4 separate regions of the Sus scrofa genome follow, and all the other regions are linked to region 1. The links are chromatin contacts, called in public HiChIP or PLAC-seq maps. All regions are on one chromosome and are shown on one strand. The core of a region is the stretch at or near the end of the contact, and the rest is flanking DNA. Distances in the headings are between cores, read along the strand shown.

Evidence for each region. HiChIP or PLAC-seq counts read pairs in DNA pulled down with a chosen protein or histone mark.
Region 2: a contact with region 1 is called in an H3K27ac HiChIP or PLAC-seq map of alveolar macrophages. The contact joins the promoter of MCEE here to the promoter of KLF13 in region 1. A contact is called at or near these places in 1 of 5 promoter capture datasets (liver), 1 of 47 Hi-C or Micro-C datasets (embryonic fibroblasts) and 1 of 2 datasets of contacts at active chromatin or transcription factors (alveolar macrophages).
Region 3: an H3K27ac HiChIP or PLAC-seq map of alveolar macrophages shows a contact between it and region 1. The contact joins the promoter of FAN1 here to the promoter of KLF13 in region 1. A contact is called at or near these places in 1 of 47 Hi-C or Micro-C datasets (embryonic fibroblasts) and 2 of 2 datasets of contacts at active chromatin or transcription factors (alveolar macrophages and skeletal muscle).
Region 4: an H3K27ac HiChIP or PLAC-seq map of alveolar macrophages shows a contact between it and region 1. The contact joins the promoter of MTMR10 here to the promoter of KLF13 in region 1. A contact is called at or near these places in 2 of 5 promoter capture datasets (fetal liver and liver), 5 of 47 Hi-C or Micro-C datasets (embryonic fibroblasts, heart right ventricle, liver and 1 more) and 2 of 2 datasets of contacts at active chromatin or transcription factors (alveolar macrophages and skeletal muscle).

What each region holds. Positions count from the first base shown.
Region 1 is chr1:143,536,534-143,543,636 of Sscrofa11.1, reverse strand. KLF13 (Kruppel like factor 13) reads left to right here and starts at 3,404. Exons shown (of 2, transcript NM_001011505.1): 1 at 3,404-3,992. The coding sequence starts at 3,404.
Region 2 is chr1:143,989,747-143,996,849 of Sscrofa11.1, reverse strand. It overlaps MCEE (methylmalonyl-CoA epimerase), which reads right to left and starts at 3,136. Exons shown (of 3, transcript NM_001097471.2): 1 at 3,087-3,136. The coding sequence starts at 3,126. MPHOSPH10 (U3 small nucleolar ribonucleoprotein protein MPP10) reads left to right here and starts at 2,814. Exons shown (of 11, transcript XM_021098803.1): 1 at 2,814-3,705; 2 at 6,291-6,975. The coding sequence starts at 3,617.
Region 3 is chr1:143,957,204-143,964,306 of Sscrofa11.1, reverse strand. FAN1 (fanconi-associated nuclease 1) reads left to right here and starts at 2,650. Exons shown (of 14, transcript XM_021098761.1): 1 at 2,650-2,846; 2 at 3,708-5,102. The coding sequence starts at 3,857.
Region 4 is chr1:143,864,651-143,871,753 of Sscrofa11.1, reverse strand. It overlaps MTMR10 (myotubularin-related protein 10), which reads right to left and starts at 4,008. Exons shown (of 16, transcript XM_003121665.4): 1 at 3,756-4,008; 2 at 3,112-3,172. The coding sequence starts at 3,815.

The DNA.
Region 1 (7,103 bases), core at 2,155-4,654:
AGCTTCCCATATTTTGAGGGTCATTTAACCCCTCTGTTCCTCTTATGGCACCTCTGCACTTAATTGTACTTGGTATCACTTAGCCCAATATGCTCCCTTTTACCTTCTATAGATGATAGACATCCAGTCTGTGGTTAAGATGGGGAAGAGGATCTGGGAATCTGTTAAGAAGACCTTCAGCCAATTATTATCTTAGCCCCCATTCACAGCCACATCCAGAAGGTGAACCTTCTGGGAACTTCAGAGTTTGTTTTTGGTTTTCCTTCCTGGCTACCATTTCCAGATTTCATTTTCTCAGGCCTGTTAAAAATTTTAACTTCAAAAATCATGTTGCAGTTACTTCTTCCCTTGCTTGCTCCATTCTTGCTAATTTGTGCCCTACGACAAGCCAATTTTCTGCTGTTTCAGGAGGCTCCAGAAGTTAGAGTCAACACAAACCATCAACCCAACCACCTTCAGTGGAAACTTAAGCCCCCATTTCAGTGCAGCCTTTTCACGCCCTTCCCCCTCCCCCATACATCTCCATCCACTTGCTCTGGGCAGATCTCCCCCACCCTGCTTTTGTTTATTCTGTTTTTTCCATCTGACACTTGATCTCACCCACCCTCATACATAAAGAAGCCACCTCTGTCAAAATCCTATCTAGCAAGGAAAACATGGGCCTGAAGTTATGGTGAGAGTTCCCTCTGGGAAAGAGAAACGTATGTATCCGGAAAATACTCCCATGTGGGATTGGGGTAAATGCTGCTAGGCCTGAGGCTTCCTTTGAAGATCCTTGAGAAACAAGCTAAGGGGCTGAGTTTTGCCTCCAGAATGCCAGGCGGTGGGAGGGTTGGGGGGGGAGGGGTGCACAGTCAAAACCCTCAGTGAGTCTGGTTTCTGGCCGTGGATGGGTGTGTGTGGGGGTGTCAGTGCAGAGGACCTTTGACCCAGGCCTGCCTCCCCTTGCATAGGGCAGGTGTCTAGTCCATGGCCATAGCCCAGTGCCTAGAATTGTGCCTACTCATAGGAGGCCTTCCAATGTGTGTACTGACTGGGGAGTCTCAGAAGAGAAATGGAGAGGTGGTACCTAATTAGACTGGGCAGAATCCTAGCCAGAGGGGGAAGGGGAGGGGATGCGCTGCTGGTAAGTCAGTGTAGGGCCATTCCCATACTTACAGAGATGAATTGTGACATGTGGTGGGACTGGAGGAACATTCTGAATCATTACTTGGTCAGAACACACGTCTCTTAAATGTCATCAACACAATCTGTCTGGGATAAGAGTGATTACCTCCTGCCAAGAGGAGACCCTCTTAAGAGGAACCTGACCCTGTTGGCATAGTACCGAACCCACCACAGCAGAACCCACCGCACCATAGAGTACTGTGTAGTCTTCCCAGTGAGCGTATTGTATAGTTCCCGGTGAGAGGGAACTTCCGAGTTTTTGTTACAGATACCCAGGGCACTCAAACGACCACACCAGTTTACAGGTCACAGTAACATGGAACCCAAAATGCTCGTCTCAGTTGCTCCTTGGTGACCTGGAAGGAGTAGATTTTTCTACCCAAGCCCAAAATTAATTCGGTGAAAAATGGCTGCTCTTAATTTTGTGCGATTGACTCTCTTCCACCCATCCCTCTTCTCCAGTCCACAGGGGCCTAATGTCTGGGCTGTTCTCCCTCTACAAGCTCCCTGCTTGGGCAGCTGATTCCTCTGAACGTCCATTAAGAAATGAACTAGGAACTGTGGACTCCAGCCTGTCTCCTGGGGTCAGGGGCTTGCACTCCTTTCCGGCCTCTTTGATGTTGGTCTAGGCCAGGAGAAGAGGGGGGGGGGGAGGTGCCACGCGACAGGATGAAGGCGCAGGTGAGGGCCAAGGGCAAAGCTGGCGGGGCGGGGCAGCAGAGCACTTCCTCCCCCGGAGGCCCCGACCTTAGGTGGGTGGGGCGCGGTGGGCGGGGCCCTCGCAGCCGGTGGCGTTTGAAGCCTGCGCGACAGCCGCGGGAGAAGGGCAGCCTGCAGAAGCTGGCAGCAGGCCTGCGGAGGGAGGGGCCCCACGTTCCTTGAGCAGCGCGGCCGGCGCCCAGGCACGTAATTCTTGCGAACACAGGACGCAGTGGGCACATCACTCGCGCTGCCAGGCTAGCCACCAGCCTGGGCCAGTCCAAGCTCCAGCTGACCTGGGCTCAAGGGCAGCGCGGCTTGCGCTGATCCCCCGCCGCCCTCCTGCGGTTCCTCCTGCGGGAGCGACCTCGCCCCACACGAGACCACCGCTCTCGGGCTGGCCGCGCCGAGGGTTCAGGGCTCAGCTGGGCAGGAACCAAGGGCGGAGAGCGGCCTGAGTCTCGGGGCGCGGCCACCCATCAACCTGGTTTCAGCGGTGTGCGCCGTGGTTGTCCAGGCCCGACTCGGGGCCAGTAGACCCGCCGGGCTTAGCGGACACGCCTCCTTGCCGGGCAAACCTCGCTCTGGAGAAGAAAGGGAGAAGCGAGGCGAGCCCTGCGAGGCGCGCCCGACACAAGCGGGGCTGGAGGGACAAAGGGGTGCTCTCCCGAGCTCTCGCCACCGCGCCGAGGTTCAAGGCAGTCAAGGTACAAAAGCTCCGGCAGGAAAATACCCTGCGGGGTCCCCGCCACGGAGAGGAGGGGGAACGGCCCCGCCCAGGCCCGCCTCGGACGTCGTGCGTCAGCGTGCCCGGCTCCGGGCTCCAATTTCCGCTCCTCCTCCCGCCGGCTGAGGGGACACGCCCATCGGCACGCGCAGGCCCCAAGGCCGGGTGGGAGCCTCTGGCTGTACGGATTGGCCCGGCTGAGTACTCATGGACCAATGGCGCCGGCCCTGGTCCTTAGCCACGCCCCCTCACCAGGCGCGGGCACGCGACCGCTATCCCGCCGGTGCGCGCTCCGGGATCCCCGCCCCCTCCGCGTGCGCAGCTCCCTGCGGCCGCCGCCGCCGCCTGTAACCTGCGCCGCCAGGATGTGGCTGGGGGCTGACGTCGGGTCCAGATGTGGCCCCGGCCCCGCCCACCCCCGGGGCCGGGCCGCCCACACCGAGCCGCGGCGCGCACGGCGGCTGTCCCGCCTGCCACAATGCGCGGCGAGGCTGCGGCCACGGCTCGGGGAGGTCGTCCCTAACGTCGCCGCTCGGCATCCATAGGACAGGCCGCCACTGACGCCGCGCGGGGACCCTACTCGTCCGCGCCCCCCATGCGCTCACTCTGAGGTGCCCAGCCGGGCGGGCGCTTAGCAGACGCGGAGCAGCGCGGGTGACGGCAGAGGCGGCTGCGCGCCCAGCCCAGCCGGCGGAGAGGGCGCGCCGCGCCCCCGCCCCCCGCCCGCTCTCCGGAGGCCGTGGGTGCGGATGCGCTGCTGACGACTCGCAGCGACTAGCAGTCTCCCGCCTGCCGGCTGGAGCCCGCACCATGGCAGCCGCCGCCTATGTGGACCACTTCGCCGCCGAGTGCCTCGTGTCCATGTCGAGCCGCGCGGTCGTACACGGGCCGCGAGAGGGGCCGGAGCCGGGACCCGAGGGCGCGGCCGCTGTCGCCGCCACGCTGCCCCACGTCGAGGAGCGCCGCGACGGCAAGGACAGCGCCTCGCTCTTCGTAGTGGCGCGGATCCTGGCGGACCTTAACCAGCAAGCACCGGCACCCGTCTCGGCGGAGCGCAGAGAAGGCGCCGCCGCCAGGAAGGCGAGGACCCCCTGCCGCCTGCCGCCCGCGCCGCCACCCGCCCCCGAGCCCGCCTCCCCCGGTGCTGGAGGCGCGGCGGCCGCGCCTCTTAGCCCGGCGTGGAGCGAGCCCGAGCCCGAGCCTGAGGCGGGTCTGGAGCCCGAGCGAGAGCCGGGGCCCGCGGGGAGCGGCGAGCCCAGCCTCAGACAAAGGGGCCGGCGGGGCCGAAGTCGCGCCGACCTCGAGTCCCCCCAGAGAAAGCACAAGTGCCACTATGCGGGCTGTGAGAAAGTTTACGGGAAATCCTCGCACCTCAAGGCGCACCTGAGAACTCACACAGGTCAGTGGGGCGGCCCGGGCACTCGCGCAGACCTGGGCTAGTGCGGGTCGCCCAGACACGCCCCCGGAGCCTCCGGCTTGGGCGCGGGAGGTGGTCAGGGCCTCGCCCCTTCCCCCGCCGCTCCGGGTTGCGGTCGACCCTGAGAGCCGCGCGAGGCGGGTCCTGGCGCTGGCTGCCGGCGCCCGCCCGGCGACCGCGCCCCCGCCGGGCACGCCCCCTCCCCGGGTGCGCTCGGGCGGGGCTGCGGGGGCGAATGTCGTCATCCGGGCCGGGGTGCGCGCGGGCAGGTGCGGGCGAGCTGCGTGGGGGCAGTGGGGGCCGCGGGTGCCGCCCGGGGAGGTGGGCGGCCGCGGCGCCCGGGAGCCGGGGGGGAGGGGTGTCCTCGCCTGGCCCCTCCCTCGTCGGCTGGGCGCGCTCTCGGGAGCGGCGGGGAGGGGCCGGCTCGGGAGCGCGGTGGGCGAAGTTCACGCGGGGACAGGGCTCCCTCCAGCAGCTCGGCACATTCTTCGCTCTTCCTGTAATTTTTCCAGCGCTCTAAGGTTTAATTTGTCGAAACCAGAGCTGGTGGCGACCGACGCGGGGGGCGGTCCCGGGTTCTTGCCCGCGGCTCTTTGTGGGAACCCCGCCCATCCGGCGGCGGAGGCGCGCTGGACTCGAGGGGCTCCCGGCTGGTCGGCGCTTTCTCCTAAAAGGACCGCTCTGCCTCCAGCCTGTCGTTCTGCGCCGCCCTCCTCCCAGACCCGCTCTCACCTGCCAGGGCCGGATGCGGGCAGGCAGCACCTGCACGGGGGCGGGCGGCCGTCCGGAATCGGCGGCCTGGGTGCCGCGGACCGCCGCCCGACCCCGACCCCCACCCCCAGGCAGCATTTCCCTTAGTGCGGGCCCGGGACGTTGTCGTTAATTCCTCTGAGGTTATTTTTTTTTTTAAAACACAAAAGTAGAAACAACCTTCTAATTAATTGTTCTAATCTTTCTCTCTTAGTTTGGTTGAAAGAATCGTGTATATCCTCTGAGGTCACGCGAACTCTTGGGTGACTCTTTTTAAGTCTTACCTAATTCAGAACCCTTATACCGTTACTTTGTTATCAAAGGATTAGGTTTCTCATTTGTAAAATAATCCACAAGCTAATTAAATAACCGATTTACAAAACGCAGTCTTCAAAAACCTAGAGCTGAAAGGCTCTTTTCTCCCTGTAAATTTAGAACTCAGGCGGCCCAGGGTTTGCAAGCGTCAAGAACTGGATCCCACGAACTTTCCTCTCCGAGGCTTTCCTTTCCTCCCCGAATTTCTGGTCCCACGCTGTGGCCGCCTCAAACCACGTGGCAGGGTCGCGGGTGAAGGTGGGGCCTTTTCTGTGCTTTCTGAGTCAGAATTAGGGGTGTGTGGACTCAGGAGGTGGTGGGGACGTTACTGCAAGAGTGGGTGTGGTTGTGGGGGAGGGGCCAAGCTAGCTTCCCAGCCTGGTGGACCCTGAGTCCCGGGAAGGGCCAGCGTTTGGGGCGTGGCTGCGGTTGAGTGCTGCTTGAGGGACGTGGCCGGTATGGGGCTGGGAACTTGATTAGAAAACCCTTTTTCAGCTTGTTTTTACTGTGGCCTCCCATACCGCAGCACCCGGTACCAGGTTCTTGAATTGCAAAGGGACTGCCCCAGGGGCGGGGCTCCCCCGCGCCTTCGCCTGAGGGTGCCTTCCCGATTGGCCACCCCCCACTACCAGCCCTGGTTCAGGCTCCTTGTGCCCTTCGCGGCACAAGGCAGGGGTGATAGTTGGGGCAGGAACGCTGGGAAACCATGCCTCGCAGTGGGTTGGAAGCCAGCCTCTCTGTGATGCCTAGGAAACCCGAGGCAGCCAAAAGAGGGTGGAATCCATACTCCGCCTGGAGTGTGACATGCCTGTCGTTAAAGCAGGGAGTTGGCCCGTCCTCCAGGTGTGCAGAAACTCCAGCTGCCGGAGCAGTTGTAGATCTCCAAGTCAGGAGTGATCAGGGTTCCTTTGGGGCCCTTGGGAATGCAGATTTCCAGGTCCCAGCGGCTGACTGTAGTTTAATGGTGCCCTAGGTGAATCCTATTATGAACCAAGACCTATTTCTGGCCTAGAGCATCTCCTGGAAGCCCATTTGCAACCTGATTCAGGTGTGCAGAGCATAAGTAAGTGGGGTTTATAAAGGAGGCAGAGACAGCTCACAGAAGGGAGAAGCTAAGCCAGCTGGCTGCAGGGGGTGACTCAAAAGGCTGCCTGGGAAGACCCATGTGGCAGATCTTCACTTGTGGGTTCCCAGAGTGTTTGGGTGGGGGTGGGGGGTTCTTTGCAGGCAGTGGCTCAGGTCATGGCAGGTCTTTCACTCCATTGGGGACTCCCCCCATAGACATTTCATGGCAGACCATGAATACCAAAACTCCTTTAACCAAGGAGGCAGTTGGCAGCTTGCTCTGCCTAGCTATGTGACCAGGGACCAGTCCCTAGGTGTCAGTAATGCTTGGTGAGATCTCCTTTCACTACCTGGAAGCCCTGAGGGAAACAATGTGAAAATCCATTGGGTGGTCCTAGGGTCAACTTTGACTCTGATCTCCCACCGCTGACCAACTGCATGGGGAGAGCTGCCTGTCCTCATTACCCTTGTGTCAGTGTGATCCCTGACTCACATCCCCCAGTAATCATCCTGGGGACTGATTTCCCTCTGTCACATTTAGGTAGTTGTTGATGTCACAACAAACGCATGATAAATAAAACAAAGCCGCAAAGTTGAGCCACTTGTTATTTGGTTGATCATAATGTCCTACCACAGGCCCTGGGAGGTTTGCTAAGACTCCCTTTGGGGACTACCTAGACTAGGAGCAGATTTTCTTGGAGGCTGAAGGGCTTTGAAATTTGATTTGAAAATTCAAGGACTTGGAAAGATGTGGATCCCTCTGGGGGTAGACCCACCCCTGAGCTGGCCAGGACCCATGTCCAGAGGTTCCTGCCTGTTGTCTTTGGTGGTGGGGCTTGGTGAGCCCCTAATGGGCCCAGTCTTTCTTGGCAGACATGGCCCGCATACATTCCTGTTTATTCTCACAAATAATTGTTTTCAGAATGTCTCTGTGCTGTTTTCCCTCCAGCGTCAGTAGCCAAG
Region 2 (7,103 bases), core at 1,887-4,386, 450 kb before region 1:
ATTCCCCTTAATTTCCCATCAACTATTGGATAAAAAAATGTTTCTAAAGACATGCATATAAAAATGCCTCTTCTCTAATATTCAAATTATTATTTATATGTTCACTTTCAGATTTTGTGGATGAGTATCACATGAGGCAGTGTGTGAAGTTCCCATGTGGTGCAGTGGGTTAAGGGTCCAGAGTTGCCACAGTTGTATTGTAGGTCACAGCTGAGGCTTGGATTGGATCCCTGGCCCAGGAACTTCCATGTGCTGTGGGTGTGGCCAAAAAAAAAAAGGCAGTGTGTGTGGTGCTAGAGTGCTTCAGTTCAAATCTTGACCCTACCATTTGTTATATAACTTGGGCTGGTTACTTACCTTTTCTGTGCTTTTGTTTCTCATATAGGTAGATATACCTTCCTCATAATATTGTCATGAAACTTAAATGAATATTACACATTAAAGGTTTAGAAAAGTGTCTGGTACAAAGTACATTATAAATCCCAAGGGTTATCATTTATTGGCACTTTCAGAAAGGTTACATCAAAACCTTGCTTATAAATATAAGCATCTCTGACTTCTAATGCATTTTACATTTTTAAAGGAAAAAGCTGATTATGCACCTACCCTATATACAGCACTGCACTAATGTACAGCACAGTACTGCACTCTTACTCAACAACTAAAGACTGCTTGTATTTGGAAGATATTTTGGCACACAGTGTTTTCATATTCACTGTTTCATGTCATCAATCCACAACTTACTTTTTATGACAAAGAGACCACTCTCCTTTCACTCTTGAAAATTCAACAAATAGGCTTTGATTTTAGAACACCTTTGATGGTATCTCAGTATTTAGTGACTACTGACATCCTCATGGAATGATGCTGCTGGAAGCTATTATACGCATTGTATTATTTTCTCTTTTTGACGCAGGAATACTGATTTACAATTTTTCCAAGTTAAAACTAGTTGCTTATAGTAACCCTCTAGTTCACTCACACTGCTCATGACTGTTGTTTAACTTGGGAACTCTTTTCAATATCTTATAAAAGCAAAAACTGTATTTAGAACAATTTTGCCTTTCAGGAACCCACAAGTTGCTTATTACCCCCAAAGCAGAAATGGCCCAGTCTCTGGGCCTTCTCCATACTGTTGGGATCTTTCATCAGTGGAGGACAAATCCCATAGCATTAACATCTTGCTGACTTGACCTCACTTTCCCAATAAAGATACACAGATTTATTTCATCCTTAGAGTCATGCAACACTACTACTTGGCTAGTCTTGCCTAAGCAAACTGTGATTCCAAAATCTGAAGGAGGAGCATATCATGTGGTAGCCCAGCTCTGCCTCTGAGTCTTAATGCCCATAAATTAGAGATAACAGTAAGAGTTTAGGAAGGACTTCAATATTTTTCCCATTTAGAGAGGAGAGAAAAAAAGCCCTGATTAGCCTTCTTCCAGGTTACACTAAGTAGCAAAGCTGAGCCTCAGGCCCAGGTCTGTCTAACAACAATGTTGATATCAAGCCATTATGTTAAATCTTCTCATTCCTCTGACAGTCTCTACCATGCTTTCATTCTCAAACGTTAAGATCTCTAGTGTATGTTCTATGAGCAACACCTATTTTTCTGAAATAGCTTTCCAAGTGATAAGAGATAACAGTTTTAGGAGTTCTCTTGCAAAGGGCTTTTGCAATAAATGGTAGGTGAACTATGATTTTGAGCTGTATTTTACCAAGGAAAGGAAAGAGGGGCCGGAAGGGCATGTTATTATCAAAACTTGAATATCACCTGTTAATCAGAGATTCATTTTAACAAGTTGTGCTCAGCCTGTTATAATATTTTTCATATATAAATATACATGTATCTCTCACGACTTTAACCTGATACAGTGCTGATACAGCTAAAACTATTATGGTGTACTGTGATCAACGAAGATTTGTTGAGTTTGAGATGGGACTTCAAAGGACCATGAGATGGGACTTCAAAGGACCACGAATGCTGTTACGTTTCAATAAGTGTAATAGAGAGCACTTTCTAGGAGGGAAATCTAACTTTACTGAAGGCTCATCTTCTGGAACCCTTTCTGAAAGTGCTAAACTGAAGGATTTATCACAAATGTTCAGCAGTTTTTTGTTTGTTTGTTTGTTTGTTTTTTTGTCTTTTGGTTGTTGTTGCTGCTATTTCTTGGGCCGCTCCCACGGCATATGGAGGTTCCCAGGCTAGGGGCTGAATCGGAGCTGTAGCCACCGGCCTACGCCAGAGCCACAGCAACGCGGGATCCGCGTCTGCAACCTACACCACAGCTCATGGCAACGCCGGATCGTCAACCCACTGAGCAAGGGCAGGGACCGAACCCGCAACCTCATGGTTCCTAGTCGGATTCGTTAACCACTGCGCCGCAACGGGAACTCCATGTTCAGCAGTTTTTAACAGACATCACCACTCGGCACTTCCTTCCTAACGGGGTTTCGGATTAAGGGAAAAAGTTGCCCCTTGATGGAGGAAGGCTATAAAAAGAGAAAGGAGAAAATAAATGGACAGGGTGTAGAAAATTTGAAGGTTTTGTTTATAATGGCGGTGTCGAGAACTCCAAATCCGCCTAACTTTACTCTCTTTTTATACAAGATAAATACATATATATGGGTATGTGGGAAAAAACACTCCTTTTGTATTCATATCCTTTATACAACTGACCTTCCATCGTTCTCAGCAGGATACTGGCCATGCCTAGAGTTCAACCTGCGTTTTGTAGAGGACTTGTCCTTCCTGGCTTCTCCCCCGTCGGAGCTCACTGTCCCTCTGCCATTTACTGTATCTACTTCAGTCTCAGCCTGGCCTTGCCTAGACCAGGTTCCCTCTCCTCCAGGCGACACGTGAGAAGCACTGGCGGAGAGACGCAAAAGTGCAAGGAATTCCCGCTGCTAACTAGGCGTTCCCGGAAGGCTCGGTCTATAGATGCTGACAGCGGCCAAGGACACAGCCTTAGCCAAGGGCAGAGCGCAGCACACCCAGGTGCACTAGCCACCAGCGGTCTCCGAGTACTCTGGCCTCGTGTCCAGCGCACCCACCCCTCGGAGAGCCCCGAACCCAGAGTATTCACCTGCAGCGCTCGCGCCAGTCACCCTCAAGAGGCGCGCCATCTTGGGAAGCGTACCACTCACTTCCGAGCCGTGAGGAGCGAGGGACGGGACAACCCGGCGGGAGACCTGGAGAGCACACAGAGGAGCCCGGTAGGCGAGGCTAGGGGCGTGGCGAGAGCCGCTGCCTTTTAGTGGGTGATGGAAGCCGGCCCTCTCTTTTACAACACAGTGTATTGAAATCACTGAGTGCCTCTAAAGCAAAAACTCGAAAGGAGGACGCGTCACCTAGGGGTCCTTCAGGGAATGCAAAACAGTTTGGAGGGAGTTAATTGAGCTGACCAACGGCGATTTTCGGTTCCCCGCGCCCCCGCTCAAGGCCGGTAAAAGTTCTCAGGCTGCCGTTTGCTCTGATCACGGATCGGTCCGGAACCTGAGCGTGGCGGAACCTTTGCCTCCGAGCTGCAGTTGCGTGGGGCGTGTCTTCGTGGCCTGGTTTCCGGTTGGCGTTCTTCTTTCTCATGCGGCGCTGTGGGTGGTGTGGCAGTCGGCCATGGCCCCGCGCGTCTGGCGTCGGCAGACCCTGGAGCGGTGCTTGAGAGAGGTTGGTAAAGCCACTGACCAGCCGGAGCGCTTCCTCACGTAAGTACTCCGAGCCTGGGCTCTGTGTGCGTCTCGGGACTCGCGTGGGTTCCGGCTGCAGGCCCCCGGCAAGTTCCGGAGTAGGGAGAAGGTAAAGGGAAAGGGAGATCTCTTACCCTCACATTTCAGATTGTTTGCGCTCCTCTGGCCCGTCGATGCTTTTTAGATTGTTAAAAGCTGTATTGTGCGGCCCTCCCGGTCTTGTGATGTTTTGAAGTAGACACAGACACGCACGCACTAGGTAGGTTACTGTTTTCACCCATGTGCTCTCAAAGCACCCGGTGCTTAACTTACTCATCATCGGACTTGTCGCGTATCTCTCCATCCCCACGACTGAGCTTCTTGAGAATTAGGATTGTCTTCTGTCTCCCTTCCCAGCACGAGCACTTTGTATTTTGTTCAAAGACTATGAGAAGACGTAAGAAATTATGGCTTTCAAGTTTATATTTCAAACCCGACCTCTCCCTTGAGCTCCAGAGTCACAGCAACTACAGCCATTGACTCTCAGCATCTCGTATTTAATATGCCCGAAATGAACTGCTCATCCTGTGTGCTCCCTGTACTCTGTCCTGCCTGAGAGCCTTTCCCCGTGCTCACCGTCTGCCTTCCCTACCACGGTAATGGCACCTCTGTCTTTACAGTCCTTCAGACACATAACTAAGCTAGTTCCTGGATGTCTTTTTTTTTCTTCTTCTCACTTCTACGTCTAGTTCATTAGCAAATCATAGCAGTTCCATCTCCCAGTGATACTCTGAATTTGACGGTTTCTCACCGTATCCACAGCTCTAATCCCAGCACAAGAGTTCGTATGTGCCTCAGCAGATTAAGGATCCAGTGTTGTCACTGCTGTGACACTGGCACAGGTTCAGCCCCTGGCTTGAGAACTTCACATTTCATGGGTGCAGCCAAAAAAAAAAAAAAAAAAAAAGATTCCAGCACAGTTTTGCATCCTTCACCTGGATACCTGGATGGCTGCATCAACCTCCTAGTCACCCTGCTTGCATTCCTTTCCTCCACAGACCATCTTTCCAAAGCATAAATTAAATCACTTTGCTTATAAACCTCTGATAGTTTCTTTTCACTTTTTTATTTTCTAGAGCTGTACCCACAGCATATGGAAGTTCCCAGGCAAGGGGTGGAATTGAAGTTATAGCCACTGGACTACTCCAGAGCCACGCCAGATCCAAGCTGAGTCTTCGAACAATAGCACAGCTCACAGCAAGGCTGGATCCTCAACCCACTGGTCGAGGCCAGGGATCAAACCCGTGTCCTCATGGTTGCTAGTCGGATTTTTTTCCACTGAGCCACAACGGGAACTCCTCTTCATACTTTTAAAATGACAAACTCTTACCTCTGACGCCTGCGTGATTTGCCTCCCACCAGCCTCTCTAACCTAACCTTCTGCCTGCTTCACCACACTCTAGCCAGGCTGGCTTTTCTGTTCCTCACACTTACCGAGTTCATTTCTGTGTTAGGAAATTTGTTCTTGCTATTTCTTCTGCTTGGAATACATGTTTCCAGATCGTTGTAAGAATCTCTTCTTATACATCTCAGGTGTCACATCGTCAGAGACGTATTCTCCGACCATTCTTGCCAGAGCAAGTGTTGATTGTTAGCCAACTGGAGCGGTCTGTTATATAGCAGAGTTGAGAATTTAAGGCTGAGATTCGCTGTGTATCTCTAGGCAAATAGATCTGTAATGGTTTCCCTGCCAAAAATCCAAATAGCAGATTGACATATACTTAGTTGATATCTTCTGTGTACTAATGTGGGCAAGATAATACACTGTTGGGACCAGAATCTATATTTAAAATTGACATTTCCTTCTAGCATTTTGCAGCAAGCTGGATGGACCTAGAGAATATTATGCTTAATGAAATCAGAGAAAGAAAAATACTGTATGTTGTTACTTACATGTGGAATCTAAAAAATAATACAAATGAATGTATATAGCAGGACAGAAACAGACTCATAGATAGAGAAAACAAAATAGTGGTTACCAGAGGGGAGGGGAGAGGAGCAAGTTAGGGGTAAGGGATTAAGAGATACGAACTATGTATAAAATAGATAAGCAACAAGACATATTGTACAGCACAGGGAACTATAGCCATTATCTTTTAATGGAGCATAACCATTAAAAATACTGAATCGGGAGTTCCCGTCGTGGTTAACAAATCCGACTAGGAACCATGAGGTTGAGGGTTTGATCCCCGCCCTTGCTCAATGGGTTAATGATCTGGCATTGCCGTGAGCTGTAGAGTAGGTTGCAGACGCGGCTCGGATCCCGAGTTGCTGTGGCTCTGGCGTAGGCTGGCAGCTACAGCTCCGATTAGACCCCTAGCCTGGGAACCTCCATATGCCATGGGAGTGGCCCGAGAAATGGCAAAAAGACAAAAAAAAAATACTGAATCACTGTGCTGTACACCTGAAACTAATATAGTGCTATAAACCAACTATACTTTAAGTTTTTGGAAAATAGGACTTTGTACAAGAGTTGGGCTTTTTTTCCTTTTAATTCTGAGTGCTGTGAAGTTATTATGTATAATTTTAAATCTGAATTTAACTCCTCCCTGCTGCCTTAATAGAATTCAAGATGAACTGGCATCGAACTTTACTTCTTTGACAAAAGTACTTTATGACTTTAATAAAGTACTAGAGAAGGACAGGAAACATGGAAGTCCTTTACAAAGACTGATGATACATAATTTTGATGATGAGCAGATTTGGCAACAACTGGAATTGCAAAATGAACCAATTCTGCAGTACCTCCAGAATGCAGTTAGTGAAACCATTAAAGATGAAGACATCACTCTTCTCCCAGAAAATGAAGAGCAGGAGTGTGAAGAGGATGCCTTGGAGATGGAGGCTGGTGGCCAGGAGGACCTAGAAAAAGAGTTGTCAGAGGTGGAGGAGGAGGAAGTGTCAGACTTAAGTGGTGATGATCTTGAAGGGGATGAGAGATCAAAAAACTCAAGCAAATTGGATCTGAGGAAAAGCCCAGATTTCAGCGATGAGGATTCTGATCTTGACTTTGATATTGGCAAATTGGAACAGCAGAGCAAGGTGCAAAACAGAGTGCCTAGGAAACCCACAGAAAAATCTGTAGTAGATGATAAATTCTTCAAACTATCTGAAATGGAGACCTTCTTAGAAAACATAGAAAAAGAAGAGGAACAACAAAAAGATGATGAGGAGGAGGATATTGATTTTTTTGAAGATGTTGATTCTGATGAAGGTGAAGGAGGACTGTTTAGAAGTCAAAATCTTAAGGTAAACTTTTGGGAGAGGACAGAAAGGGTATTTTTTGCCTCCTCAAATTAGATGGTGTTCTGTTTCTCAAGAAGAGGTTTAAAAATACTTCAAAACTCACCAGGACATAAGTGAAATATTTAAATCAA
Region 3 (7,103 bases), core at 1,401-3,900, 420 kb before region 1:
AATTTTATGTTTAAATTTTTCTCATCTTGGGAATTTCCATCATGTCACAGCAGAAATGAATCTGACTAGGAACCATGAGGTTGCGGGTTCAATTCCTGGCCTTGCTCAGTAGGTTAAGGATTCAGTGTTGCTGTGAGCTATGGTGTAGGTAGCAGATGTGGCTCGGATCTGGCGTTGAAGTGGCCGTGGCATAGGCTGACAGCTGCAGCTCCAGTTGGACCCCTAGCCTGGGAACCTCCACATGCCGTGGGTGCAGCCCTAAAAAGACAAAAGACCAAAAATAAATAAATTAAATTAAATAAATTTTGCCATAAAAATATGAATTTTATTTCATCAGTACTCTTCTTTTAAGCTCTCTACATGATTTTATATTTTGTTTTTCTCCATCTTCCTCCAACAGAATGTATTCTCCATGAAGGCAGAATTTTTCCCCATTTCTCTTTCTGTTCACGGCCATATCTTCAGTGTCCAGAACATGGTACAAGGGAAGCACTCAATACATATTTGTCAGTGAGGTCCCTGTTCATACCCTTTTCTCTTTGGTTTGTTTATTCATTCATGGATTCATCTGACACATATTCATGGAGTAATCATACAGTGCTGACCACTGCTGAAGGCAGTGGTAGAGGAAAGCTCTCAGGGGATTCTGCCTCAGAAAACTTCCATCTGGATCACTCATTGGGTGCTGGAACCAGCTGGTATTGCAAGCAGCTCTTTGTAGGAAACTGCCCTACGCAGGAAGCCCCATTCCTTGTTACTCTAGCAAAGCCACATTGAAATTAACTTAAAAAATTTTTTATTATAATTGGTTTACAATGTTCTGTCAATTTCTACTGTGCAGCAAAGTGACCCAGTCATACACACATATATATTCTTTTTCTCACATTATCTTCTGTCATGTTCCCTCACAAGTGATTATATATATAGTTCCCTGTGTTATACAGCAAAATCTCATTGCTTATTTACTCCAAATGCAATATGCATCTACTAACCCCAAACTCCTAGTCCATCCCACTCCTGCCCCCTTCTCCTTGGCGATCACAAGTCTGCTTTCCATGTCCATGAGTTTGTTTCTTTTTTCTGTAGATAGATTCATTGTTTTTTGTTTTTTTTTAAATCCTTTTTTTTTCTTTGTCATTTTAGGGCCACACTTGCAGCATATGGAAGGTCTCAGGCTAGGGGGCATATTGGAGCTGTAGCTGCTAGCCTATACCCCTGCCACAGCAATGCCAGATCCCAGCCCAGTCTGGGACCTAGACCACAGGTCACTGCAGCGCTGGTTCCTTAACCAACTGAGCAGGGCCAGAGCTTAAACCCAAGTCCTCGCGCATACTAGTCAGATTCATTAACGCTGAGCCACGATGAACCCAGTAACTAACTTTTAACCAGGCACCAGTATGCTCTACTTATCTCCAGCCCAAGCACACTATTCAATTCTTTTAATCACACAATACTTTGCCTAACTTGTTCAGTAGATCTAAGAAGTAGAAACAAAGTGTAACAACAGATGGCCAGATCTCTTCCCTAGCATCCCCTTCAGTAATCTCTGGAAAACAACCTGTATGAACAAGATAGCATCTAGAGAAAGACCAAAGTAAGTGACATTCCTGCTCTCAGTGAGGAATGTCAAGGACTCTTGACTCCCCCATCTCTGTGATTACTGAGATCACTTTCTTTTTTCCCTTTAAAAGCTTTTGCGGCAGAGCAGAATATTGGGAGGTGGTTTTGGGGAGACACTGAGTCCACTATCTCCCCAGATTGTTGGCATTCTGATTCAAGGTAACTTTCCTTTCTAGTGACATTTGTGAGTATAATTTTGTAAGCACCTGGACCCCCATTTGTTAACATTGTTGGTGCTCAAGGGCTGACTGATAAACTTACAGTAATTTTTCAGTTGTTAAATATAGCCATTACTTTAAATTATACCTCATTATATTAAATTAAGCTATATTAAAACAAAGAAAAACTATATTAAAACAAACTAAACTAAATGGAAAACAAAAGTAAGAAATATCCAAATTCACCACTCCCTAATTACCTGACTACATTTTATTATTCCCTTTTTTTAATTTTTATTTTTAATTGAAGTATAGTTGATTTACAGTGTTTCAGGTGTACAGCAAAGTGTTGTACATATATATGTATTCTTTTTCCTATTCTTTTCCATTATAGGTTATTTCAAAATATTGAATATAGTTCCCTGTGCCTTACGGCAGGGAACAGCATCTCTGCGAACAGCGTTGCTGTTTATCTATTTCTTTGTTCTTGAGGCATCTATTGCATTAGGCAGAGAATAGCATCTCTACTAACAGCGAATCTGTGAACAGCATCTCTGCATCTCAGAGAACAGCTGGCAGATGTCCAGCACTTGCTGAGTCTTCCTTCTTTCTGGCTAAGTAGAGTTCACACCTGTATCTCCTCCCAGGATGCCCCTTCCCTAGACATAGAATGTTCTCCGACCAGCAACCCGCTCACGTTCCAGGCGCCGGGCTCCTCCAGGTGCGAAGAGTCTCATAGACTCTCGGCCAGCTCAGCCTGCCTGGAGGGCAGGATGCCTTTAAGAGGAGAGGGAGGAACGATCGATCACTCGAGCCTCTGCTGGCCGAGTCTGTGGCGGCCGAGCCGCGGGGAGCAGCTGGGAATGCCTGGCGCGTGGAGCGGGTTGGAGGCGCGGGGCAGCTGAGCTGGTGTTATCCGCGCCTCGGGGTGCCCGGACTGCCGGAGGGACAAAGGGGAGGGGGCACAGGGGAGGGAGACAAGAGAGGGGAAAGAAGGAGGGAGAGAGGGAAGGAGCAAGGGGTGAAAGACGGACTGGCGGGCAGTGGAACCCCCGGTGCGCCTCCCAGGTGCGCGGGCGGGCGGTGCTCAGCCCCAGCCTCATGTTCGGGGGCGGGGCTACGGTGGGGCCTTCAAGTGTGTGGCGGAGGCTTGCGACTTGGAGCTTTTCTTCTTGCAGGCCTGTGCTGCCCGAATGGGTAGGCGTTATCTGTCCCAGAAAAAGTTAACAATGCAGTGGTTTTAGAAAAGGAACTGGCATAGTCAGATGTGCCTTTTTAAAAAAAGCGGTTATTTTTAAATTTTAGGAATGTTAGAGCTGGAGTTCCCATCCTGGCGCAGCGGAAACGAATCCGATTAGGAATCATAAGGTTGCTGGTTAGATGCTGGTTAGATCCCTGGCCTTGCTCAATGGATTAAGGATCCGGCGTTGCCACGAGCTGTGCTCGCTGACACAGCTCATATCTGGCGTTGCTGTGGCTATGGCTAGGCCAGCAGCTGTAGCTGCAGTTGGACCCCTAGCCTGGGAACTTAAATATGCCGTGGGCGCGGCCCTTTTAAAAAGCGGAAAAAAAAAAAAAAAAAAAAAAAAAAAAGAACTGGAGTGCCTTTGTAGCGCAGCGGGGTCCAGCGTTGTCACTGCTGCAGCTCAGGTTGCTGCTGTGGCCTGAGTTCCATCCTTGGCTGGGAAACTTCCCTATACCGAGGGCGCGGCCAAAAGCAAAAAACTTATCCCCACAAAGTCCAACGCCATCATTTTATGGTAAGGGACACACTGAGGTGATATGGACATCTGATAGGAGGGTCTTCTGGCCCGGAGTCCACGGTTTTTCCTCATACCAAGTTTGCCATTGCACGTTTTAGAGTTTTTGTTTCCGGTTTTTAGTTGAATTCACAAAAATGTTGTTAACCCGCATGTTTTTATTTTGTAGGAAGAAGAAATTGACTAAATGAATAACATGAAGTCCAGTAGAATCCCACTTTTTATGATTTCAAGTCAGGAAAGTAAGAGTAAACCATTGTTCTTCCCCAGTGATATGCTGTATTTTACTCCTGGAAACACCCAGCTTCTCTAATACTCATGATGTCAGTGGGGAAATCTGCCAAAAAAAGACCTTGTAGAAGTTTATCAATAAGCAAAACTAAAAAAAATGAGTCTAACTCTATTATTTCATTTTTTAACAATGTACCGCCTGCCAAACTTGCCTGCCCTGTTTGTAGTAAAATGGTGCCAAGATATGACCTAAACAGGCACCTTGATGAAATGTGTGCTGACAATGGTGACATCACTCCAGGGGACCCAGGGCACATTGGCTTAGCAAGTTCAAATGTGTCCACAGTAGATGTAACCAATACTGCTTTAGAAGATGTAATGCCAGAGAAGTCATCACCATCAAAGATGAATTTAACCCCTGGCCAAAGTGACTCAGCAAAAACGGGCATGAAAAAGAAGACCAGCCCCTACTTTAAGAATAATGATGACTTGGTGGGCAGAAATCAAGATGAACTGAGACATCTTAATGTAAAAGTCATCTCTCTGGGAAGCCTGTCATCTAAATTGTCCCGAAGATACATAAAGGCTAAAAGATCAATAGGTAAGAGTGAGGGACTTGCCAATCAGAGTCCCCAGAGTTCCTCATCCTCAGTGGTTAAGAGCCTGGTTGAAAACCATTCAGAGATTGAGGACCAGGGTCAACTTTTGGAGAATAGTTCTCAAAAGGAAAACATGTTTACCTATGATTCTCTTGAGGAACCACATACTCCTGAAGGCACTAAAGTAATGGAAATTGAAGACCAAAAGCCTACCGAGGAATGCAGATCAAGCCTCACCCTTGCATTTTCAGATAACACTCCTGTGTTAATTTCACCAGATTTAACTCTTGGGAATGCATTAAAGTCTACTTTAGAGGACGGCCTTTCAAAGCCAGAGAGTATCAAAGGAGTAGATGGTAAAGGTGTTGCGAAATGTGGGGCAGGTGATTGTGAAGAGGTGAAAATGACTCTTGTTTCAGAAGCTAAAACACAGATGTCACATTGGGAGGCAAAATCTCCTAGCTCTAAGCACGATGCTTCTAATTGGAGTAACATTCAAGCACTTCCTCTGGAAGACGACAGCAGCTCAAAGAATGAAGTCACACACAGAATTCCTTTGGAGCAGGGGTTAAGCTGCGATGTTTCTAGTGTAACATGTCCAGTACCCTTGGATTATCCTTACTACCTTCGGAATTTCCTCATGGTGCTGAAAGCCGTGTTTGAGAATGAAGATGATGGGATGCTCTTTGATGAACATGAGAAGGGAATTGTGACTACATTTCATCAATTATCAGGTATCTTAAGCCTCTCTGCTTTAGGGGATTGGTTTCCCATTTGCCATACTGATTTGGACTGGGATGTGATGGGCAGTAATCTAATGACCACAAGGAGTCAGTGTAGTTTGAAGGTCCTAGCTGTCGTCATGGGAATCAACCAGCTACAAAGTTCCACAGGAGAAGGATATGCCTGTGAAAGGGACAAGATTTGTGCCTGGTGATGCTGGTTCCTTTACAAGCTGTACTTTGATTATAATGGAAGCAGCTGTTGCTGTTTGTCCTTTTTTTGTATATTTGATGGTTGTAAAACAACCTTTCCCTGATAGATTGGGGGAAAAATGCACTGTGACTAAGGAAGGTGTACTGTGCATTTATTTTGGGCATGTAATCAAGTTTACTGTTAGTTGTTTTTATCATTTTCCAACACCATTTCCTCAAAAATGAAAATAACAAAATACGGGGAAAAAAACCCCCAAGATGTATTGAAGCGTATTTTTTCCTCCAACAATATTTTAGTTGCCTGGACTCTGCCTTTTAAAATCAGGCTGTGCTGAAAATGGAAACTTTTTTTTTTTTTTTTCCTTTTCTTCATTTTTGGCCACCCTGCGGCATAAGGCGCTCCCGTGCCAGGGATCAGAGTTGCGACTTAAGCCTCAGCTGCAGCAATGCTGGAGCCTTTAACCCACTCTGCCGGGCTGGGGAACAAACTTGTGTCCCAGCGCTCCCAAGGTGCTGGTGATCTTTTTGAGCCACAGTGGGAGCTCCAGGAAATGGAAACTTTCAAGCTAAATTGGTACATTGTTTTTTTGGTCTTTTGGGTTTGTTTTTTCTTTTTGTTTTCTTTTGTAAATTGATATGTTAAAAAATATGCCTTAGTTCCTTGGCCCAGGGCAGTGGCTATAAGCTGATAGCACTGGTTTAGAGTAAGAGCTCCCCTGTTGGCTCCTCATGCAAAGGTTCTTGATGGCTCTGAGTCCCTCCCCCAGTAAGAAAAGCTCACTTGGGGCCCTCCTGACCTCTAGTAATAGGAGCAGTTCTGACTCCTCAGTAGAGTTAAAAAAAAAAAATCCTGTTTTTTTTTTTCTTTTTTCTTTTTAGGGCCACACTTGTGGCATATGGAAGTTCCCAGGCTAGAGGTTGAATCAGCTACAGCTGCTGGCCTATGCCAAGACCATGACAACACCAGATCCTTAATCCACTGACTGAGCCCAGGGATGGGACCCACATGCTCACAGATACTAGTCGGTTTGTAACCTGCTGAGCCACAATGGGAAGTCCCTGAATTTTTTTTATTTTGTCTTCTTTGTCTTTTTAGGGCTGCACCCGCGGCATATGGAGGTTCCCAGGCTAGGGGTCTAATCAGAGCTATAGCTGCTGGCCTATGCCACAGCCACAGCAACGCCAGATCCGAGCTGTATCTTAGACCTACACCTCAGCGCACGGCAATGTTGGATCCTTAACCCACTGAGCGAGGCCAGGGATAGAACACGCAACCTCTGGTTCCTAGACAGATTTGTTTCTGCTGCGCCATGGGAGGAATTCCTGAATTTTTTTTTAATATGTTAAAAATAATGTTCTAGTGAAGAGTTTTTGTTTTACACTCATCAGAGGAAATATGGCTCTGTTTGTGTTACTTTTAAACACATGGGTGACACTGTGCACAGTTTTATGAAGTGTCCATACAGTGTCCATCTCTACTTGGCCTCCCCTGGACACAGGCGTGAATGACACTCCATTGACTTTCATGTCCTGGGTGGTCATAGATCTTTGTTTGGGTGCTGGTTGCACTCTTGTAAGCATTTGCTTTAATAGTTGGTGGCACTTTGCTTCTGTTTGAGTGAGAAATATGAACAGTTTCCTGGCATAAGTTCTGCAGATTGTTGTGGGTTGCTCTCCATGCAGAATCGTTTACAGTGTCTATGTATGAAAATAACTACTGCAAATTGATTTGCCTCTTTAAAGAAAAAGGGAAGTAAATGTTGAAGTTTTAAAAAGTAAAAATATTCTGGAGTTCCCTGG
Region 4 (7,103 bases), core at 2,759-5,258, 330 kb before region 1:
TGGGAAGATGAAGAGAGAGGCAGGCTGCTGTAATAGAGCCCTATACTTCAATTCCAGGCTCAGGTACAATTTTGAGAAGTGTGGCTCTGGGGGAGAGCAGAAACACTTGGCACAAAAAAAGTCTTCCTCTCATCCCTAAATATGAAAGTGGGTCTCATGGCTATGGGAGCAGTTCAAGCAAGTGATCTGAGGCGTTCTTTCATTCTGTCATTCACGCAACCAACATCTCCCTGCACCCCACTAGATATCAGGGCCACAAAGCTGAATCAGGTACAATCTTTAACCAAAAGGAGTCCACGAACCAGGCAAGTTAGAAATTACTAACATACACACGATCTAAATTAAACTGCTCATCAGTTTTTCTGTTTCCTTTGTTTAATAAAAGATGAAGGTCATTTTATTTTTTGGCCACCTCTCAGCATGTGGAGTTCAAGGGCCAGGGATCAGATACGAACCCAGCAGTTGCAACTTATGCTGCAGCTGCGGCAACACCAGACCCTTAATCCACTGTGCGGGGCTGAAGATCAAACCTGAGTCCCAGGGTTCACCAAGACACCACCCATCCCGTTGAGCCACAGCGGGAAGGCCAATGAATGTCATTTTAAATCCGGCCTCCTTAAGTTCCACCAGAGTACTCAGCAAGCACACACAAATAAACAAGTGATTTTGTGTTCAAATTTTCATCTGCTTATTGAATTAAAAGTTCAAACTTTGGGCAACTGAAGTAGGATATCCTTGAAGCTGAGGCATCGTGCCAAAGTGTAACATCCAGTACTATATCTCTGAACAATTGCTTCCTTGTTTCTTAAGCCCGTGTAAAGCCACAGGTGACTTGGCCAAATTTTCTCTTGGTTTCTGACTATAACGAAGGCCAGAACTCTATTATTAAGCCCTCTTAGTAAAAGCCCTGACCGAGCCCACATCTTCAGATTACCAATGCTTCAGTTACTTTCCACATCGTCCCCAGATTATATAGGGAGAGAGGAGTAGGGCTGCAGGCCAAAAAAGGAGCAAGAGGTTCCAGTAGTGGTCAGAGAAATGACCTGAGAGGTGAAGCAGGGCACAGAGACCATGACCTGATGACCAGACAGAAAGAACATGGAAGAGCGTGGGAAGGCCAGGATGAAAAGGAAAGGACAGAAGGGGTGGGGAGGGAGGGCAAAAGACACACTAATTTAGGATTGACTCAATGGTCTATGAGGAATAGGCTGGTGCAAAGAAAATGCTGGGTGCCAAAGCCATCATGTATGCATACATGGAGCCAATGAAGAAAAGCTAACATGGGTCAGAAGATCCAGACTTAGCTGTGATTCCTTTCTTTTTTGGCCAAACTTGTCACATGCTGAAGTTCCTGGGCCAGGGACTGAACCTGAGCCACAGCAGTGACAACGCAGAATTCTTAAGTGCTAGGCCACCAGGGAACTCCAGCTTCAATTTCAAAGATAAGTAACCACTTACATTAAGAAATGGGTTTACATCTTCCCAAGAAAACTCTGACTTTTTAACAGAAAAGTAAGGTCTTAGTTAATTCTATAGAACAGATACTCCTACAATGTAAAGTTCCTTGAGCTTACTGATATTTAGTAACATTATTCACAAGCACATCTTAAATGTAAAAGTTAATTTTTAAAAATGAAGCACTCTCAGTTGTAGCTAAGACCATGTGGTTTAGTAGTGTCAAACAGTAATACTGGAAGGGGGATCAAAGCTTAAGAACAGGGCCTCTTCAGACAAAGTAAAAGGAGCCAAAGTTCAGGAGCTCACAGGCACCATTCAGAACAAATACTGTTTGCCACAGCTGACTCTCAAATGCCTGGAGTGACTAAGACCAAAACAGAGCACACACAGGGAGCAAAGGTTACTAATTCTATTGTCCACTTGAGGAAAAGTACAAAGGATTATTTAGTACACACTGTTTGGCTAAAAAGCATTAACAAAATAAAGGGAAAATATTTATAACTAACTAGCCATACTAAAGTTTAGAACAATCTTAAGTCAGCATCTATAACACGGAACCATAGGTTGATGTTTTTGTTTGTTCCTACTCAATATTAAAAATTTTAAAGGACAAAATTTAAAGTGTTTATATTTGTTCCATTACTACCTATCTAATCATTTTACCAGATTTAGCATTAAGTAATGACTGAGATTTTTACATGTTGACAGTAGACACACAAGCTGGTATTTGGTTATATTTCAGGTTTAAATCAAGTTTTTCTAAGTATCTGGCTACTTTCCCCAATAAGCATATTAAACAAGTTACTTTTCTTAAACATATACTTGTCATGTAATTCAAAATACCAATCAAATAAATATCTTACATGCTTTAAAATGAAACTCCTATTTACCATCAATTCCTACATCTACCTCTAAGGTCAATTTTGTTAAACCAGTGCTTCTCCACAGGGAGAAAATTTTGCCCCTAAAATAAAAGGGTTTGGCAATGTCTGGAGACATTCTGCTTCTCATAAGTGGGAGGTAAAGGAGGGGATGCTACTGGCATCTATTGGGTAGAGACCAAGGATGCTTCTAAACATCTTGCAATGCACAGGACATCCTTCCAACAAAGAATTGTCAAGCCCAAAATGTCTATAGTGTCTCTGCTGGGAAACCCCATTCTAAATTGAAACAAGAAGATCTGCAAACACAGCTGACACCTTCAAAAAACAATTGCCAAGTAAGTAATTCAAAGGTCACTAAGCTCTATCACTGGTATAGAGACCCAAACATAATAAAAGTTGCTTTTCATACTGTTAAAATGATGATCTATTAACCATTCCTGCATGAATTTGCAGACAGTTCTTTCACTACCTAAGCAATTAATGATAGCTTTCAAAAAGCACATTTCAGGAGACAAAAGAGGAAATAAGAGTGATATTCTTGACAGTTTTCTATGATGCGTCAATTTTCAAGGGCAAATACCCATTTAACACTACTTTTTGTTGCTGTTGTTTACATCTTACCAACTTTTTCCCTCCCTCCTCAGTCTTAGATTTTTAACTTGCTAAACTTTAAAGTAAATGAGGAAAGTTAACCACATGGTACTAGCTGATAGAAGAGTCTTAGACCAAAACACACCACTAAATTATCTATTAGAACCCTCATGTTTACCTGGCAAAAGAACTGGCTCCAGTTTTTTAATCTTCGGTTCCGAATTAATCTTATCGTCAGTCTGAAATACATTAGCAAAATAAATCAAAATCAAATCTTTTTTTCCCTGTGAGAGACTAAAGCAAATTTAGTTTTCTAAGTGATGATACATATCCCCCCCTTAAATTCTTTCACATTTTCACCCAGCTCTTTTAAAGAAAGGTCTGCTCATAATGGAATTGAGAGTCTGAGCATAAAAACACTCTAAGCGCCTAAGCCGCTTCCAGGTGTTCACTTTTAAGACAGGTGCGTGACTTCTTCCACTAAGTGCCCACAGGCGATGTAATCAGCTGGCGGTCACAGCAGGGACTGTCGCCAAGCAAAGGGCTAAATAAATCCGGCTCCGGTTGCTCCGTCGCTCCCGGGGGTCTTGGGGGGAGGGAATGGCTGCGGCGGAGTTCTGCAAGTTTCCAAGGAGCCAGTGGGGCTCCCAGGAAGGCGCGCTTCCCCGAGCCAAGGTCGGGCAGCCGCGCAACTGGGGACAGAGGACGGGGAACCGGGGTGGGGTCGGGGGACAGGGCAACCTCCGGGCTCCCCCGCTCCCCGGCGGGCCCGCGGCTCCCCGGAAGCGCGAGGAGAAGGTCCCGGGGGAGAGGGATATTTACCTGGGGGGGCGGCAGGAGGTAGGACCTGAAGGTGGGTCTGGGCGGCTTGAGCGAGAACATGGTGCCGCCACCGGCTTCGCTCCGCCGGGCCGGGTCGCGGCCCGGGACCCGCCTCCCGACGCCCGCGGGCTGCGAGCTCCCAGTGCGGCCGCCCTGGCACGGTCTGCGGCCAGCCGGGCCGGGAGGGCTGACGGGCGGAGACTCGGCGGAGCGCCCGCCCGAGCGGGGAGGAGCCGGGGCCCATCCCCGGAAGGGGCCCGGCGCCCCGCCCCACCCCGCCCGGCGAGAGGCACGCGCAGGGCCGGCGGCCGGCCGCTCCCGACCTCTAGGCCGCGCCGGCGCCGGAACGCGAGGCCTACGCAGAGTGCCTTTGCCCAGCCCTCAGCTAGGGTGCCGGGGGGAGCGGGGCCCGGGAGCCATCTTGAGAACCCCGCTTGGGCGGGGTAGGGGCGCACCTACGGCGGCCGGCAGGGTCCTCGGCGGCCGGCGAGAACCTACGGCGGCTGGCAGGGGTCATGGCGGCCTGCGGGGTCACGGCGGTAGCTGGAGGCTCCCTTTGATAGCTACTGCGCCGCAGTTCCGCTCTTCCTGAGACAGCACCTTCCACTGCTGGTCTCTAGTCACCGTGCTCACGCGGGGATTGTTGTTTTCAGTCTTTGGGAGGAGCTGGGGTGGGGGTGAGGGACAGAGGACTCTGGAGCCCCAGGCTTAGCGGGTCACGCTGTCTGCGCCCAGCGGATGAGGGACGGGCCCCGGGAAAGTGGCCCAGGACAGCTGACAGTGACCGGGATCAAACGGTCAGCTCGGTCCCTTCAAGGTCCCACACCAGGGAAGACTTTCTTCCTTCACCTGGTCTGTTTGTTTTAGCGTGAAGCTTTGTGACTGAGATGTCTTGCTGCTCAATTCCGTGGGGTGCTGAGGCTGGCGTGGGCATGGGCGCTGTTGACACAGGACGATGTCAGCAACCCGGACAGCTCAGTTTATTTTAACTCCTAGCCTCGTTGTTAAACTTAAGTGTGAACAGATATTAAGAAAGTCGCCTTCCTGTTTTTTCTTGCCTATCCTCACATGCAAAGGTACAGCAAGTAGATAAATAATTAAAAGCTCAGCAAGAATGAGTCCTTAGCGGTGTGAAGGGCTTCCTTAGGCTATGGCCTGAATATTCTGGCCATTAATTGCAGAGAGCAGAAGAATTTCTGCACATCAAGCACGGGCCATTTCTGAACTCTTTAACAGAATTCCGAACTGAAGCAGCCTTTGGTGGAAGGGGGTTAGTGATGTTACCTTCTTGTAAATCTTAGTTGAGACTAGATTCTTCTCACACTTTGAAGAATAAATCCCTAATCCAACGTTTTATAAAAAATGTCACCAGGAAGCTCCAATGTGGCCATATGAATCATACTGACAAATGTTAATGGAAACACTAAAAAAACTTAAGTGTTTAAGATTCACAAGTTACTTTTTCTTGGGTCCTGGATCCAGAACTCCACTGATCTTTCTGGTTAACTTGAGTAACATATGATTCCATTTTTCTCAGGAACCACAATTGTACTTTAAAATGTTAAGCCCAGTGAGTTATAGGTGTAAAGGTACTATTGTCCACACATGTTTAAAACCTTTTAATGAGTAGTCTGTGATCTCACTACATTAAATGGATTTAAAGAAAACAAACTCATAGAAAAGGAGATCAGTTTTGTGGTTACCAGAGTGGGGGGCCGGCGGGGGGATTGGAGAAAGATGGTCAAAATGTACAAACTTCCAGTTACAAGGTAAATAAGTCCTAGGATGTAATGTACAGCATGGTGAGTATAGTTAACACTACTGTGTGATATACAGGGAAATTGTTAAGAGTAAATCCTAAGTGTCTTCATCACAAGGGAAACTTTCTTTCTCTTTGTATCTGTATGAGATAGTGGATGCCAACTAAACTTGTGATAATCATTCGGCAGTATGTGCAAGTCAGACCTTTATACTGTATGCCCTAAGCTTATAAAGTGATGTATGTCAGAGTTCCCGTCATGGCCCAGTGGAAATGAATCCTACTAGGAACCATGAGGTTACGGGTTTGATCCCTGGCCTCGATCGGTGGGTTAAGGATCTGGCACTGTGGTGAGCCGTGGTGTAGGTCGCAGACGCATCTTGGATCCTGCATTCCTGTGGCTGTGGGTAGGCTGGCAGCTGTAGCTCTGATTGGACCCCTAGCCTGGGAACCTCCATATTCCATAGATGTGGCCCTAAAAAGCGAAAATAAATAAATAAATAAAATTAATCTCTAAAAAAATAAAGTGATGTATGTCAATTATATCCCAATAAAACTGGAAAAAGTAGGATTTTTTTCCCCCATAAATACTCATCAGGGAATATGTGGATCTTGATTTATACTAAATGGCTTAGTGTGATTTGGGTTTTGCCAGACAGGTTTTCTTAGTATTACAACTCTAATAAGTGGCCATACAATTGCAATATGGAAAAACTCTGATTTCCAGATTTGTTATGACCTACCCTAAGTTTTAGGACATTTCCAGGTATCTAATTGTATTAGTCTGCTTGGGGTTGCCATGATATATCACAAACCAAGTGGCTTAAACAACAAAAATTTATTTTTCACAGTATTGGAGGCTAGGAAGTTCAAGATCAAGATGTAGGCAAGATGGAATTCTGCTGAGAGCTCTCTGCCTGGCTTGCACACAGTGGAGAGACCTGGGAGTAAAGTGCCTCACTTTGGTGTCTCTTCTCACAGAGCATTAATCCTGTTGGATTAGGATCCCATCCCTTATGGCCTCATTTAACTTTAAGTAAAGGCTTTGTCTCCAAATATAGTCACCTTGGGGGTCACGGCTTCAGTGTATGACTTTTGGGAGAACACAGTGCTGTTCCTAGCACTGGTCTTATAGCTTCTTCTCAGTGCTTGATGCTCAGTAAGTTTGGAATAGCTGACTATCTCTTATGGCTCTAATGTCATGGTTTTGATCTATTTTTCTGACTGTTTCCATTACTGGTTCTTCCTTCTTGAGGGATAGTGACATTCCCTACAGATCATTTCCTTTTCCTTGTAGAGAGGGAAAAAAAAAAAAAAAAAAAGCGCTAACGTGTTTTGAATATCTATTAGATGCTAGGTAGTTCATATATTTCATTCAGTTACTATGTTTGTATTGAGGGCTAACTGTGCTAAAAACCACTTGGGTCACTAAGACAATGTATCTACTTACCTGGCATTTTCACCATGGCTGTAAAGATGTAAAAATTGATGTATAAGTGCCATGAAAAAAATAAAACATGGGAAGAGGATGAGGGTTTTGTTTTTTGATGGGAGATGGAGTGTAGTCAGGGAAGGCCTTTGTGATAAGA